Regions from separate parts of the Mus musculus genome. Here all the other regions are linked to region 1. The links are chromatin contacts, called in public Hi-C and HiChIP or PLAC-seq maps. All regions are on one chromosome and are shown on one strand. Each heading gives the region's core, a stretch centred on a gene start, on an enhancer-like site or on the middle of the called end of the contact. The rest is flanking DNA. Distances are from core to core; before and after follow the strand shown. Region 1 overlaps Lclat1 (lysocardiolipin acyltransferase 1). Region 2 has its middle 30 kb from the start of Lbh. Region 3 has its middle 21 kb from the start of Gm23649. Region 4 has its middle 49 kb from the start of E330032C10Rik.

Region 1 (3,909 bases), core at 707-3,206:
GGGGAGGGTATGGGGGACTTTTGGGATAGCGTTGGAAATGTAAATGAAATAAATACCCAATAAAATAAATAAATAAAATTTCTTTTAAAAAGATAATCTTTTGTTATCAAAGAATACACGAAGACTGTCTACTAAAATCTTCCAGCATACCATCTACATCGAATTCCTGACACAAATGAATGTTGAAATGCTTGCCAGGTTTGTTAAATTAACATTTCTAGTACCCGTGGTTATAATTTAGATTGAATATTCAGAAGGAAAGTGTGTGTTACAAATGAGAGCTCTTACACAGTGAGCCGGTTTGCTCCCCTTTCATTTCTCCTTTATATTGTCCAGAATCTAGGCTCAAACTCCTACCACAGCCTCCCAAGTGTCCTCTTTTGGGAATAAGTAGCCGTGGATACAACTTTGTAGTTGTTTCTTTTTGTACTGAGTGTATTTCCTTCTAAAGCTCTTTTAGAAAGCCTTACTTGTGGATATTCAAATCTATGACCTGTTTCTGCTCCTCTTTCAATGTCATGTTTGTGTTTCATTCTACCACACATGCTCATAGCTCATTCACTGTCAATGTTGAATTGTTTCATAGTGTTTGAGGGGTTGGATTTTTTTTAATCCCCTTTGATCAAGCCTTTCTCCACTAGTTATAAAATAAACTAGGACTTACATGTAAATGGTTTGGAATTTAAACTGAAGTTGGGCATAAGGATGTGCTGTAGTCTTGGTTTCTTGCGTTGGGCGGCTAGGTAGAGCTCCCTAACCAGGGCTGGCCAGTGCTGTTGCTGGACCTGCTTCACAGCTGCAGTTCCTCCAGTGTGCATGGAGACAGGAGGGCTGCTGAGGGAGGCTCGCTGGCTTCTGGTGTGGGAAACACTAACTCAAGGCATAAGTGAACAGCAATAGAGGAAATACAGGGCATGTTCTTCTATGCACGAGCCTACCACCACAGAAATACACACAGATTATTCATTAAAGCACTTCTCAATGTTTCTGCTGGTTTGTTTAAAATTAAAAGCTTTATGGGCTGATCATGGTGACACATGCTTTTAACCCCAGGGCTTGAGAGGCATAGGTAAGTGGATCTCTGGTTTTCTGATAAAACAGAGTAACAGTCAACTTCTACCTCATTTAACAGAAAGAAAAAAGAAAGTTTTTCATTCAAATGAAAAGCAGAAAAGACAGGGTGAATAAGCTCTGTGATGGTTTGTATATTCTTGGACCAGGGAGTGGCATCATTTGGAGGTGTGGCCTTGTTGGAATGGGTGTGACCTGGTTGGAGTGGGTGTGTCACTGTGGGTGTGGGCATAAGATCCTCAGTCTTCCACTAGCAGCCTTTGGATGAAGATGTAGAACTCTCAGCTCTGCCTATGCCATGCCTGCTTGGATGCTGCCATGCTCCCACCTTGATGATGGAATGAACCTCTGAACCTGTAAGCCAGCCCATATTAAATGTTGTTTTTTTATAAAACTTGTCTTGGTCATGCTGTCTGTTCACAGCAGTAAAACCCTAAGACAAGCTCACAGCTGAAGAGGATGTTTTAGGTAATGGACTGTCACCCCCACAAGATGGAACTCTCATCTGTCCTGTTCGTAATTACATCAAAGAATCTGCCTGTGTCTTGAAAACACCGGTGAAGTGAATTTAAAGCTAATCACTTCTGTTTGGCAGAGGAAATTCTCAGACAAGAGAGCATTTTATTCTGTGGCATGGCTACTTTTTACTAGATTTACCCAGGTTTACAGTTAAAAAGAGAAGAAGAAAAAGTCAGGATAGATCCAGATAGAGCTAGATCCAGGATAGCCAGAGCAACAGAAACAAACCCTGGGAGTGGGGGTAAGACTTAAAAGAAAATGCAGTCTATTGAGGAGGAAAGAGCTCAAAAGTTAAACCTTACAGCCACAGAAACACCTGGCTGTGCTCTGTGACAACAGGAAATGAGCCCAAAGAGAAAGACTTTACCCATTAAGGGCTCCAACTTGTGAGAAGGAAATTTTACTTGAAAAGAGAGCCTGATCAGGAAATGTAGCTGAGAGTGCTCCCCTTGCCTTGAAAGCAGCTGTCTGGGTAAGTGTTCTCCAGTATAAGCACGTGGAAGCTGATAGCAGTGCTCCAAAGGGGACCTAGTCACATCTCAAGCTGGTAGAAGAATGTGACAGCATTGTCCACGTAGGACTGGCTTTGCTGGCACGACAGATGCAAGAATGAAGAGGCCCTAGAATCTACTTCAGAGAGCAGCTGAGGCCAGGCAAGGTGTGGCAGGGCAGACACCTGCAAGCCTAAGTGTCTATGGAGATCCAGGATGTTGAAGAGGTCAGAACCTTTTGTCAAGTGTATTTCATTACAGAATAAGAACAGAACGCTTTAACTGCAAGTGTCCATAAAAGAGAAAGAAGAGAAGGAGGAGGAGGAGGAGGGAGAGAAGGTGCTGAGAAAGCTGGGAGGACCAGGCTGCATGCAGTACTGCATTTATAAAGCAGACACATCTGTATAGAAAACTGAAAGCACAAGTAACGGCAAGAGGGGAAGGCTAACTTTTAGAAGTGATGGTTGCGAGTTTAAGAGCCCTCACTACAGGATTCATTTTTCAACAAGAAAAATACACTATAAATGATTTAAAAGTCAATGGTCAGGAAACCCTCCCATGCCCACCCCATGTCCTGGAACTCACTCTGTAGACCAGGTTAGCGGCAGACTCAGAGATTCGCCTGCCCTTCAAGTGCTGAGATTACAGGTGTGAGCCACCACCACCACACACACAGCTGTTTCTGTTCATGTAAACCTACCCAAGCACCACTTCAGGAACTGAGTCAACCTGAATCTGAAGGGCCCACGGCAGCCACAAGACACGTTCACCCTGACGGCAGGCGCGCTGCCTGCTGCCTCAGTGATGAATGGCGATGAAACAGGATGGAAAGGGGCCTTACCAATCAGGGAAGACTGTTTCCATTCCTGTTTTCTTTTTCAGACGCTAAACACCTGGCCTCCCTACCAAAACAGTCTGACAAGCCCAGTAGCCTAAGCAGAAAGAAGAATTCACTGTTGCTAAGGAGAAAGGACTGGAACAATCCCCAAGGGAAAGACAAGCACGCACTGCTCACTGATTGGCAGCGGCCTCTTCCCAGTACCAGAGGAGGCAGGAGCTGGGACTAGAAACCAACAGCCATCAGCTCAAGATGAGGGATGCTCTCAGAGCACCATGATGACCTTGTAGAGTGCCGCCTGCCCCATGACTACGGAACACTGAGTGCACTCTGATCTTACCCAATCTGTTCGCTTCATCTGCACAGAGAAGTCACATGTCTTTTGTAAGTTCCTAATCTCTGTAATTACTGGAAAGAACTGAATCAAACCCGCCTCTGAGAAGTTAGGAAGCTGTTCACTGTTAGAAGCTTTGTGGGGTGGGTTACATTTTTACTTAATTTTTTTTCATACAATCTGTTGATATTCTTTCCCTGACCCAATAGAATCTTAATAGGCATCACTGCTTTATAAAACACAAAATGGATATGCAGAATAAATTTAAATAATGTAAAAACTCTTCAATCTTTAACATTTATATATTTTTAGATATAAAAAATATACCTTTCATTATATGAAATATAAAAGAAAATGCATGAAGAACATAGAAAGAAGTTCGTATTTTCTGTGAGGATCCCTATGAGGGTTTGCTTTAAGGACATGAATATTTGTATTTCTGTTTTCTATTTCTCTCCTTTTTTACATCTGGAATGCTTACTATAGAACACAGAATATTGTGTTTCTCCTGAGAACTAGACCTCCGATGCTAACTGAGTTCAAGAGACAGGCCACCCCAGCACAAGCAGGCGGACCCCTCTCTGGTGCACAACTTACCACAGGAAGTGTGAGCCATGTAGCCACAAGACGGCTGCTAATCCAGCGATACCACGACA
Region 2 (3,909 bases), core at 757-3,256, 220 kb after region 1:
TTATAAGAGTTGTCTTGGTCATGGTGTCTGTTCACAGCAGTAAAACCCCAAGACACCTCCTGAGTCTCATGAGTCTCCCTCTCACCTGACCTCAATTCTAGAGATCACCTGCTATACATCAGGTGCACGCCTAGGAAAGCACGGCTCCATTAGCAGCTTATTTGGTTTGGTAGATGGACTCTCATCGTGGTTAGAAGTGGACCAGGCATTCAGAGAAAGAAACAAGGTGGCAGCTACCAGTTCCTCACTACCCCAAGTTCCACAAGCTCTCCCTGGCTTCTCAGTCATGCCTCTTGTGTAACTTCCACCCATGGATTACCTCCAGGTTACTGTGCAGTTGTTGATTTTCTTGTTTTTCCCTGGGCCTTATGGAATAGGGGTACATCCTCCTTGCCTTTGTACACGGCTATGGCTCTGCTCAGGGTCACAGTACCACCAGTTTTTAGGCAAGAAGGGAGGGAGGGACGGAGGGAGGGACAGAGGGATTCTTTTGCGCGTCGTGAATCATTTCAGAAACTTGAGGGAGTTTTGATTCTCCTTTCAGAATAATGCTTTAAATACCCTAAGATGCAGGAAGCTGCAAAGAACATCAATTCTGCTAAGATGCAGCTATTGAAAGATATTTTAGAAACACATAGATACATGGAAAAGTCCTACATCTCCTCTTTCTTAAAGCACTGCACGGTACAATCCAGCAGCAGGTGTGTTTTGAGGTTGCCATGACGACAAGTGTTATTTCATGATGCCCACAACAAGTGTGGCATGAAAAAAAAAAAAAAAGAAAGCACTCGTGACTTCTGCTGGTGAAAAGCGGGTCCCGCTGACATTGCTGTGGCTTGTCCCCTACACCCCTGATGGCAGGAAATGCTAAACTTCACTTAATTGTTTATGACAACATACATGTCAATTTGTTCTTTCTCTCAAACTCCTGAGTGGTGTGGATGCCTGTTCAAGAAACGCTACAGAAACTAATGAAAAGCAAGCAAATGCACCTTGCAAACTCACAATGTCCTCCTGAGCACTGTTCATCACTGAGGGATGTGGTGGTTTCTAAGACAGGCAAGAGAAGTTGAAAGCAAGGCTTAAACTGGCTCACTCACGAGCCACCATACTCTGAGACCAGGCAGAAATGAAACCTCCAGCTCTTTGTTTTCTGAGAGTGGAGTCTTCTAGGTAAGTTGTCTACTAAGGTAATGAGCCTTGGGGTTAAAGTGTGAGCAGGCATTAGCTAAGGAGAGGGCTTCTCGCTGTCCCCAGAGCACCCTCTGGAGGGGTGATCCTTTGAGTAAAAGCTGCTAACCCGGCTTTCGCATAGAGAATAAGGATGCATCCCCAACCACAAGGTCTTAAAATGAGTGACTTTTTAATATTATTCTTTGTGTGTGTGTGTGTGTGTGTGTGTGTGTGTGTGTGTGTGTGTGTGTGTGTCTTCAGTTGCCTCTCCACTGTAGTTTTTTAATCAGGATCTCTCACTGAACCTGGAGTCTCACCAGTACAGCTAGACTACCTAGCTAGCCAGGAGCCTCAGGGAACCTCCTGTCTCTGCCTCCCTGGCCCTGGGATTACAGTGTCATGCCTAGCTTTTTTTATGGAAGCACTGAGAATCCAAACTAAAGTCCTACTTTTGAGACAAACACTTTACCATCTGAACCATTTGCCCAGTCCATAGCACGAGTCATTAAAAAACAAAACAAAGCAAAAACAAACAAACAAACAAAGCCATCCTAGGCTAAGGAATAAACAGGTGAACAGAGACTCTATACCTAGAGGATCCCACTCCTGGTTCCAGGTCCTGATATCCTTGGGTAGGAAAACTGACCTTTAATTGTAGAACAGGAAATTGTGGCTCCACATAGTGTCAACTGCATGATCCCAAACCCAGCCCCTTGACATGAGAGCCCCCTACATGGTGTGTTCTTCCTTGCCCCTGCACAGCAGGGCCGAGACCGTGAGGTTATTTTTATCTTGCAGTGCTGGTTGTCTGGTAAAGGTTGTGGTGGGCTCCCGAGGCAGCTAGCTTGCAGCGAATTTCCGGTGGAGCTTTCTCCTTCTCATGCACGCTGCCTCTGTCCTCCAGGCTCTGGTGGCACTTGCTTCCTGTAGCTCACCCTTAGCCTTGGAGGAGAACAGGGGACAGAGGTCTGCTGAGCCCTTCACCCTCACCCTGTGCCCGTACCCTGCCTGGGCTGCCCCAGATCCATTTCCCGTGCAGAGAGGGTTCTCGGGGTACTTATCCTCCCCCCCTCCCAATTGTGACTCTCTTATATACAACTTTCTAGAGAGCTAGATTCACCAGGTTGGTGCTTAAGCATTTGACTGTGAGACACAGCAAATATATATATATCCAGCACAGATAGCCACCCACATCCATGGAGAAAACCAACATTCCCAAAAAAAATATATAGTTGCTGTTTCTTCTTCTGTTGTCCTCTGACCCCCCTTTTTTTTTTCTTTCTTGAAAAAATCTTGGTTGCAACCCCACAAATAAGCAAGTTGATTTTTACAACTATTTTGAGTCATTATTCAGTTTGAAAAAAATACTGTACCAGATATTTGTTTTGCGGTAGTTTTTCTTTCCTGACCTGGGGATAGCTCTTGCTTTTGAGATAGGCTCATTCCTTTAATTAAAAAAAAGAAAAAAAAAAAAAAAAAAGGAATCTAAGTCTGTGTTCTTATGACTTAGGAGGTGAATATTTGGGATTCCAGAGATGTGCTCAGCAGAGTCAAATTTGGTCCCATGCCAGTTTTATGAAGTTGGCCGCAGAGAAAGCATTTGCTCCTTGGTAACTGGGGACATTAAACTAGAGGGGCTGCATTTCTTACTTGCTCTTTCTCTCAGCTAGCTGGCTGTTAACACATTTACTAGTATATAATTGATTCTAGTACTGCTCTTTTTTTCCTCTTTTTTTGGTTGCAAACACAGTGTATTGTGAAGCTCTCTGGCATCAGCTTCCTTGTTGATGAGATACATCGAAAATGTCCTCTTAACAGAGAAGAATAGCAAAATGCAAATCATCAATTTGCTGCCCAATGGGACTTGAAAGATGAAGACCCTGCATTCTACTGCTGTTCATCATCGCCACCGTTGCTAGTTATGTGAAACAAGATCATTTCCTATATGCAAAGCCACACTTTGCAGAAGTGTGGTCAGAGATGGGAGAAATGGAGGGGGGCAGAGCTCTGTAAATGGGAGCCAGACAGAGAGAAGAATAAATTTGTTCTGTTTCTTTAGTTGGTTTTTCTCCGGCAGAAAAGGGCAAGGAAACATTGCAAATCAACGGCTGTGCAATGTAAGCCTGCCATCCAGGTACTGAGAGAGAGACATGAGTCTCCCTCTCTCCTGACCTCAATGCTAGAGATCACCTGCTATACATCAGGTGCACGCCTAGGAAAGCGCGGCTCCATTAGCAGCTTCTTTGGTTTGGTAGATGGACTCTCATCTTGGTTAGAAGTGGATCAGGCATTTGGACCAGAGAGAGAGAGAGAGAGAGAGAGAGAGAGAGAGAGAGAGAGAGAGAAGGGGATTCTACCAAATGAATGTTGTGAGTCACTGATTCTCAAGTGTCTAGTGCAAAGGTGTTATGGTCCCCACAGCAATCCAATCCCAGGTCCTGATGGCCCCTCCACAGCACAGATGTCTCTGCCTGGGGAGAGGAGAGATTGAACCTGGCAAAGTTGGGGCCTCTGTCCATTCATCACTGTCTGAGATCACACAGACATGGTCCATAACCTTTTTGCTCCACACTGAAAAAGACTGGGGATGTGTTAGTTTACAGCTGTGACTGTGACAGGGTTACAACATCAGTACCTTAAATAAAGTCAACTTACTTTCCTCTTACAGTTCTATTGGTTAGAGGATCTGCCTGCATCTGCCTCCTGATCACTGGAATAACAAGTACACAAGTACAC
Region 3 (3,909 bases), core at 673-3,172, 200 kb after region 1:
TGTCTTCCCCTACCTCTTAGGGACTTAAACCAGCTTGTGACATTGTCTTCTCTAGGAATGGGCAGTCCTTCCAGAGACGCTTACATCCTCTTGATAACTTTTATGCATATTGTAGGGGAAAATGGTGTCTTGGGGGCAAACTGTGGACCCTCAGGGCCCAGCTTTCATTGGCTCAGATCCCACTGTTCATTGTCTTTGAGCTGTTTCACAATGGTCTATAAATGATAAGTAATAGATATGGAAATTGTGTCCTGTCTGATCTAATTAGCTGCCTCCTCCTTTGGGGAAAAACCAGTTTTGTTTCCATTTGAAATGCATCTCAACATTTCTTTACCCTACAGAAGTGTGTGTGTGTATGTGTGTGTGTGTGTGTGTGTGTGTGTGTGTGTGTGTGTGTGTGTGTTGGTTTCTCATTTGAACATCTGCCTGGCTTCCTGCTATCTAGAGTAAATACGTTCCTTAATGTGGGTATTTTTATTTTTGTATGCGAGTCATGATTTTTATCTCTTTCTGAAAATTATCTTTAATAGCATATTGTCTCCTCCAAACCTTGCCAAAGACTCTTTCTATTTTCAGCCCATAACTGAATGCTGTTGTCCATCATCAGCTCTGCTCTTTAGCTCCTTCTCTCTCTCTCTCTCTCTCTCTCTCTCTCTCTCTCTCTCTCTCTCATCTCTCCCTCCCCCCTTCCTCCTTTCCCTCCCTTCTGTTAAAGCAGCGCTCTTTACCCCAGACCTGGGCGAAATGTCTAACATATCCGGTTCCTGCTGGAAACCAAATGTTTTGAGGTTTGTTATGTTGGAAGTTTCAGCTACAGTCCTCAGGAACTGCAGCCTGGGCATGCTTTGGTATTTAGGATCACTTAAGGGCTGCCTGGTACATGTTGATGTGCAGACTGGAGGCCTGCGTCTTTCAGACAGGATGATGCTAATTATGTGGATCATTTAGCTCTTTGCTTTGATTTCTTTGTTGTTGTTGTTGTTTTCATTTTAAAATAGGATGCCAGATTAAACTGGAGGTCTGTTACCTTCAGTTAATACTTTCTCATTTTTCTCTTCTCTTCTTTTCTTTTTTTTTTTTAAATGAAGAACTACAACAGCCCCAAGTATGAATTTGCTAATATATTTAGGCCATCTTATTTAGGTGTGCATATATGTGTGACACACACAGAGAAAAAATAGAGGAAATGAGAGAAGGCCCCACCAGTTTGCAAAGTGTTTGAACCGTGATACTTCCTCAAGCCATCCCCTGTGCTTCAGAGCTGCTTCTCAGCTCCACACATCCCAGGGAAGAGACTGCCCCTGGGGACCGCCCATGGTGATAACTTTCCTGGGTCCCTAGGATAGGGCCTTTTTTTTTTTTTTTTTTGGAAACTCGTTCAAACTAATTAGAGATGTTTAATTATCTCTGTTAAATTCATAGCTAAGGGAAATAAGAGGGGGAAGTGAGTCACAGATGCTGAACTTTCAACTTTAAACATTTAACCCTTTCTCTACAGTGGTGTGGACAAAGTTCATTTTAACCTCGGCTCCCACCGAACACAAGAATCATGTCTTCTGCCAGAAAACATGTTGTTATATTGGAGAAAGGGGGAAATTATACGGGCATGGTTTGTGGAGGAGCGCCTTTGAAAACGGAGATAAAGGACAGCTATAGACCAAGACTAAACAGACCCTGTCTGGGCCTTAAGGAATTTTCTCTGGGTAGCTCAGAGAGGATTGAAGAGGTCATTTCTACATTCTATGAATGAAATTCTTTACTGAATTAATCATTAGGGAGAGCCGGACTTGATCCTAGACTAAAGGGAAATGGAGCTGTGATGCCATCTTGAAGCTTGCTTCCCACTATAAAAACACAGTGCATTAGAGACTGCCGTTTGCCAGGCTCTCAGAGGCCCAGATGGTGCACTCGCAAAGGAAATTCCTCTCTGAACAGGCAAGAGTCTGTGATGTCAGAGGCAAGAGAAATCCCCCTACCCAGGGCCTTAAAATTAGATACAGCCGAAGGACAAAATTACAATTTAGTTTAAAGATCTTAATCAGCTTTAGTTTCAACTCTAGAATCACATATTTCAAGCCATAAAACGGAATAAGAATGCCAGTGGTCTAAATAGAGGGGGGAGGTTTATAGCAGCAGAAGGCTAGAGAAAGGAAAACCAAAATGAAAAGAATGCATGGGAGGTGTTGCTCAAGTCAGGACATGCCCTGTAAAGGAGGCAGAGGGCAGTAACTCAAAAAGAGCTGATTGCCTGCATGCGTGTCTGTCTGTCTGTCTGTCTGTCTCTCTCTCTCTCTCTCTCTCTCTCTCTCTCTCTCTCTCTCTCTCTCTCTCTCTGTGTGTGTGTGTGTGTGTGTGTGTGTGTGTGTGTGTGTTTCCCGTGCAGAGGAAATTTATTGTCATGCCAGTTGAAAGGGGCCTGTTTGGGAAATCTGGTTAGTTTTCTTGCTCTTGATTGATTTCTCAGGTTTGCTAACAGCTAGTTTCAGTTTAAAGACAGAGACATTTAGCATGGGTGACTTTATCGAATGTGTGTGTGTGTCTAATCTAGTAGAGCCTAGTATGAGTGTTTGTTTTAAAAACAATGGTCACCAGTAATATTTTCTTAACATCGCTGACTCTTTTTAAAACCCAACAGATAGCCAAGCAGCGTGGTGGTCCCGGCCCCACCTCTTCCTCCAGTCAGTCCATGAGTGACCCAAAAAGGGGAGTTGAGAACTCCAGGCCCCTGGAAACCCTACTATGGTTTTCTATGAGATGACAACATTTGCCCAGAATCAAACAGAAGGCCATTTGGGACACCCAGGGTCACTTTTGACACCCCCTTTCTCCTCTTGCTCTGCCCATGTCATGCACCATTGACCCGGCCCAACTATTCCACCCTCTGGAAACTGGCTACCACTGAACTGCAAGCTTCTCTCTTTGACTGAATAGATGAATGGCAGACCCTGTTCTGTGTCTGTCTGCCCTCTCCTTTTTTCCTTCTCATGCTACAAGAATGGTTTTAAGTGTAAATCTTAGTCATGTCACTTTCTTGCTTAAAAGTCCTTGATAGCACCTTGCTCCCTGCACCAGTGATGACAAAAGTCAGCCTGCTTAATGGTTGGTTTTGGTCCTACCTTAAAGGCTTGAAAGCCAGTCTTGAAAGATCACATTACCCCAAGTACCTTAATTGAATCCTAGAGCAACATTTAAAGGCAATTTACAGAAGACTCGTCGAGCCTTGAACAGTGGTGAAATTCATATTACCTGTCACTCAATAAAAGCGATCAGAGCCAAAGAACTAGGAAGATAAATTTAATTTAGAAATAAATGCAGATAGGAACAAGATAATAGAAGTAACAGAGTATTTTTTAAAGATGCAAGTATGAACCATAAGATAAAGAAAAGAGATGGCAACAAGCAGGAGAAGAAAATACACATGAATTAAAAAAAGAAGGAAGGGCCAAATCAAACTTCTAAAGATTAAAGGAGTGCTTCTGGTAATAGAGATAGAAAGAAAGAAACACCCGAGGTCAGAATAGTTCTATCGTAGACACTACAGACAGAAGGAAATAACTCAATGGAGTTTTAGTTGTCTGCAAGTGGATTTGAAGCAAGTTAGTACACAAGTAAATTGTCCCCAAAACAAGAGTAGGAAGATAAAGGGGAGAAACAAAAGTGGAATAATTTCCCAACTTCAGGAAAGGGGGTCCAGAAAGTTCGATCAAAAACATATAGGAAACTTTCCAAAGCACAAAATTAAATGGCCTTAAAGTTCAAGAAAAAAAACACCTTAAAAACATCTGGGAAGGGAGAGTGAAGTACAAAGGGAAGGAGAGCTGGCTCATCCGTAAGGAAAACACAGGGCAAAGGACACTCGATCAGCTCTGCGTTAAAAGAAAACACTGTGAACCTAGACTTCTATGCAAA
Region 4 (3,909 bases), core at 370-2,869, 140 kb before region 1:
CGTATGGCTGTGTAACAGATCAGGCCACTGACTCAGATACTGCATGCAAAGACTTCAGTTCACCCCCAAATGCCATTGTCTGCAGAGGGAAAACAGTAGACACTCGTGGGATAAGGTTTTCCCTAGACGGCAGCAGAGGTCTGTACAGGAGTAACCCGTCCGACACCCCGCCCCCCACCCGGAAGGAAGTGGTAATTGGCTCAGACTGAGGATACAAATTCTAGAGTCGCCATAGCCTCTGATGGTGCGTGGCCACTTTCTCTTATGAAATCATGTTTAGCACCAACCTTCTAAAGGTGAGAGCTGGAGTACTGCCATTTCAAAACACCTGCTATGTCACACCCACAACTTAAATAGGGAAAGCTAACTCACATGCACATGCAATTACCAAGAATAAAAGGCAGTTATTTTCTTTAAAGGATTGACGTTGGGGCCCAGGAGGCTTCCTGCTGGGTACTGGAGACACTCACTGGAGATGGGACCTGGAACTCCCTTGTGCTGTTGGCTACGACACTAAGCCTTGAGATGCCTCGCTATCTCCATCTAGTGGTGATGATGAACATTACACCAGTGGGGAAAGGAGACACAAGCCAAGAATTTCAAAGTCGGCGGGCACTGAAGATTTTGAGTTGAGAGGCAATGCTTGGCTCTGTGTTTTGTATGTCTCTAGTGAATTATAAGTCTTTGAAGTAAAGATTACCATCCATTCTAACACTGGGAAAATAACACTAAAAGCTAAGAGAAGTAACTTGAGATGAGCATGCAATTAGTAATTGCTGAGCTGGTATTTAAACTGATATATGTGTGGATCTGGAGTGTATTTCCACACCCAGCCAGCAGTACCTCTGCCTATAAAGTATTTGGGGCAGTAACTTTTTAAAAATTCTTGAACAACTGATGAGTGAGTTTTATTTCATCCCTTCCGGTCCTTCCAGCTCAGGCTCTCTCTCTCTATCTCTCTCTCTCTCTCTCTCTATCCCTATCTCTATCTCTATCTCTATCTCTATCTCTATCTCTATCTCTATCTCTATCTCTATCTCTATCTCTATCTCTATCTCTATCTCTCTCTGGAAAGACAGACCATGAGGCAGTTATCCTATGGGGGCAACGGCACTGAAAACAGACTCACTGGGGGACTTTGTGAAGGCTATCCTGGGCCTGCTCCAGACAGTCTTGTGATAGACCTGGAGTGCTGGTGGAAGCCTGGACACCCTCTGAAGTCACTGCTGTTCCCCGGGGGAAGATCATTGTCCCTAGCTTAGAAGTGGCAGTGAAGCATTGCCTAGTGATTGCAGGAGGGGAAGATGTCAGGCACCTCACAGGAAAACCAAAAGTGACGCCTGGTGTCGGCAGAGGAAATCTAATAGTGGCTGAAGTCCTGCTTCATGAGTTGTAGTAATGCCTCTAACAAACGCAAACTGGTTGCTGTTTGTCAGGCTGCTGGACGAGAGAACTGGGCTTTGAGACCCCCCCCCCCCCGGCCTCTGTCTGGCAGCCCCATCTGGCATACTTTAAAGATGGGAGGTTCTTCAGAGTTGAGCATCTCACTTGGGGATGAGGGATGCCAGCTGCTGAACACAGCTGTGGTGCAATGGGAATTATGTTATGGTCTCTGGTTCCTAAGCCCCCTTCCTGGCCTTAAACCACAATTATCAGCTCAGGAAACAGGGCTGTGCCCAAAGCCATGAGCTAAGAGGGTAAAACATAGATGGTTGCTTCAGAGCTACACTCTTTCCACTGGTCTACACAAACACTTATGGGGAAAGTCTAGGCTGGCTGCCCACAGTCCAGTCTACACAGGCTGAGCCATTGTGGACTGGAATGGCTGGACAACATACAGGGAGGCGGAGCTTGACCAGAATAAGCCAGAAATGCCCTAAAGGAGCAAGAACGGATGTTTACCTTATACCCTGAGTCTTTGGGGTACCTAGAGATGAGGGAGAAATAGCCTAGGAGAAGGTCTGGATACACCTTCCTGTGGTGCAGATATCTGATTTCATGGTAATCGACGCATGTTAATGTTCTGATGTCTGATATCTGAGTCAGTCACTATAGGAATGTCTCCAGCCCCAACCTATCTGGTCACTCCATTCAGCAGGCAACTCACACTCTCTGTGAGAAAGCCCATGAGTGTGAGTTAACAGGAAACCACTTACTACAAAAGAAAGCCAATGTAGGTTTATCTGCAAACCCCACAGGTGGAAGCTCCACTCAGCAGCTGGCCCGTACCCGTCATGGTGGACCCTCCTCAAGAAGCCACAAGGCTGGGTATAAAATCCTGAAGATCCAGGCTAGAATCCCAGCCACCTCCTCCCGTGTGACCTTCATCTTAACTTCTGGTCCCCAGCTGTTCGCCTCTGTAAGTAGATGCTAAAAGATACAATCTCTTGTGTCGTGACTTTAATGCCCAGGGTAACCTGCAACAGAATCTGTGGACTTTGGGGGATAATGAGGTGCCAATGTTGGCGCATCTGTTGCATCAAAAGGGCCATCCTGGTAGGAGATATTGAAGTTCAGGCAGGCTGGGAGCAGGTAAAAACAAAAGGAAGTCTACACTCTCTGCTTAATTTTGTTGTGACCCTAAAACCTCCTAGGGAAAAGGTAGTCTTTTAAAGTGTACATCTAGTGGACATCTTAAGGTTAATATGAGAACGACATAAGATGATGTTGTCAAAAGGCCTCATCTGATCTTGGTGACACTGTGGGACCCACAGTAGCGGAATGATGGGTTATCGTCCTCTCATGAGCACAAATGCTTCCACAGCAAGGGGAGATGGCCAGCTCCGTCATATCACCTCCCACAGGAAGCCTCTGGGGTGGGAATGGGTATAAGAACCAAGGAGCAGAGACGGTGACTGCCTGAAAGAGGCCTTCCCTTCATCCCTGGATCCCTGCGTCCCTGTTACAGTTCCTTCTGGGTACTGCTCAGCAAAGCATCAAGAGAAAGGGCTGGTGTCTGGAGACTTAAATATCAGTTCTGACTTCATGTTTAAATATATGTATGGGCTTTGTCATCATCTCTGTTGCCTCAGTATACTGAGAATCCCTGGAAAGGATTTCTTCATTCTGTCAATACATTTCCAGGGCCCCAAGTATGAGCCAGGCGACATCTAAGACTTATTTCTCTTGCAACAACCTACATATGGTTTTTAAAAATGACATGGCAGTGCACTGGAAGAAAAGAAAATAGAAAAGGCACGCTGCGCAGAGCTGCAAGCATAGACACCTCCATCATCTCCTGCCCACCCTGGAGCTGGTGTGCTCTTCCCTCCCTTGCCTCTCGAACCTGCACTGTTGTGGGAGCTATGAATGTGAGTCTTTTGGACCACATTTGGATTGCATGGAGGACTGCAGGGCTATGGTCTTGCCCTCAGTGTCTGTTCACCGCTGATCCATCTCCAGTCTCTGCAAAGAGGTCAACATGAAGCCAGGGCAGGCGTGGATGCTTCCTGGACAACAAATCTTAGTTTTGCTCATGTCTTCCTCTCTGGCCTCACCTGTCTTTCCTGGGAGATGCCCTTAGCCCAGATCCTGTAGAGCAGAGGTTCTCAGCCTTCCTAGAGCTGAGACCCTTTAATACAGTTAGGTCGTGGTGACCACCAGTCATAACATTATTTTTGATGCCAATTCACAATTGTAATTTTGCTACTATGAAGCATGATGTAAATATCATGTTTTCCCTGGTCTTAGGTGACCAACCCTGTGAAAGGGTCACTCACAGGGGTAGTGACCCACTGGTTGGGAATCACTGTTGTAGAGGGATCCAGAGATTCTTCAGGGGAGCCATAACATAGAGGGACAAGTGTTGGCTTTTTGGTTTAGCTATGTTATTGGCTTCTTATGCCTGGAACCCCTATTCCACCCTAATCCCTTCCAACCCCCAACACTAGGACGGAGAGAACGAAGGTT

Evidence for each region. Hi-C and Micro-C count contacts between places; a contact is called where the count stands out from the background. HiChIP or PLAC-seq counts read pairs in DNA pulled down with a chosen protein or histone mark.
Region 2: an H3K27ac HiChIP or PLAC-seq map of double positive thymocytes shows a contact between it and region 1, with 6 read pairs. The contact joins two enhancer-like sites. A contact is called at or near these places in 1 of 15 datasets of contacts at CTCF or cohesin (large pre-B cells), 5 of 484 Hi-C or Micro-C datasets (CD4 T cells, CD8 T cells and double positive thymocytes), 4 of 115 datasets of contacts at active chromatin or transcription factors (cardiomyocytes, double positive thymocytes, effector CD8 T cells and 1 more) and 2 of 9 other capture datasets (adipose tissue and liver).
Region 3: a contact with region 1 is called in an H3K27ac HiChIP or PLAC-seq map of thymic regulatory T cells, with 3 times the contacts expected there. The contact joins two enhancer-like sites. A contact is called at or near these places in 2 of 484 Hi-C or Micro-C datasets (CD4 T cells and cardiomyocytes), 1 of 115 datasets of contacts at active chromatin or transcription factors (thymic regulatory T cells) and 1 of 9 other capture datasets (liver).
Region 4: a Hi-C map of CD8 T cells shows a contact between it and region 1, with 2.7 times the contacts expected there. The contact joins two enhancer-like sites. A contact is called at or near these places in 2 of 15 datasets of contacts at CTCF or cohesin (the NIH/3T3 cell line and large pre-B cells), 22 of 484 Hi-C or Micro-C datasets (the C2C12 cell line, CD8 T cells, the HL-1 cell line and 15 more), 5 of 115 datasets of contacts at active chromatin or transcription factors (astrocytes, cardiomyocytes, fibro-adipogenic progenitors and 1 more) and 2 of 9 other capture datasets (adipose tissue and pancreatic islet).

The regions. Positions count from the first base shown.
Region 1 is chr17:73,161,933-73,165,841 of GRCm38.p6, reverse strand. Lclat1 (lysocardiolipin acyltransferase 1) reads right to left here. Exons shown (of 6, transcript NM_001177967.1): 2 at 3,851-3,909. Among named protein-coding and RNA genes, the nearest start is that of Lclat1, 56 kb to the right of the region's middle. Within about 2 kb of position 1,956, at least 52 of the 459 cell types and tissues checked have an H3K27ac peak or open chromatin away from gene starts, as enhancers often do. A contact at or near this core is called in CD8 T cells, double positive thymocytes, effector CD8 T cells and 2 more, where this site is marked.
Region 2 is chr17:72,946,473-72,950,381 of GRCm38.p6, reverse strand. No RefSeq gene overlaps it. Among named protein-coding and RNA genes, the nearest start is that of Lbh, 30 kb to the right of the region's middle. Within about 2 kb of position 2,006, at least 87 of the 459 cell types and tissues checked have an H3K27ac peak or open chromatin away from gene starts, as enhancers often do. A contact at or near this core is called in CD8 T cells, double positive thymocytes, effector CD8 T cells and 1 more, where this site is marked.
Region 3 is chr17:72,964,449-72,968,357 of GRCm38.p6, reverse strand. No RefSeq gene overlaps it. Among named protein-coding and RNA genes, the nearest start is that of Gm23649, 21 kb to the left of the region's middle. Within about 2 kb of position 1,922, at least 106 of the 459 cell types and tissues checked have an H3K27ac peak or open chromatin away from gene starts, as enhancers often do. A contact at or near this core is called in thymic regulatory T cells, where this site is marked.
Region 4 is chr17:73,298,086-73,301,994 of GRCm38.p6, reverse strand. No RefSeq gene overlaps it. Among named protein-coding and RNA genes, the nearest start is that of E330032C10Rik, 49 kb to the right of the region's middle. Within about 2 kb of position 1,619, at least 41 of the 459 cell types and tissues checked have an H3K27ac peak or open chromatin away from gene starts, as enhancers often do. A contact at or near this core is called in CD8 T cells, where this site is marked.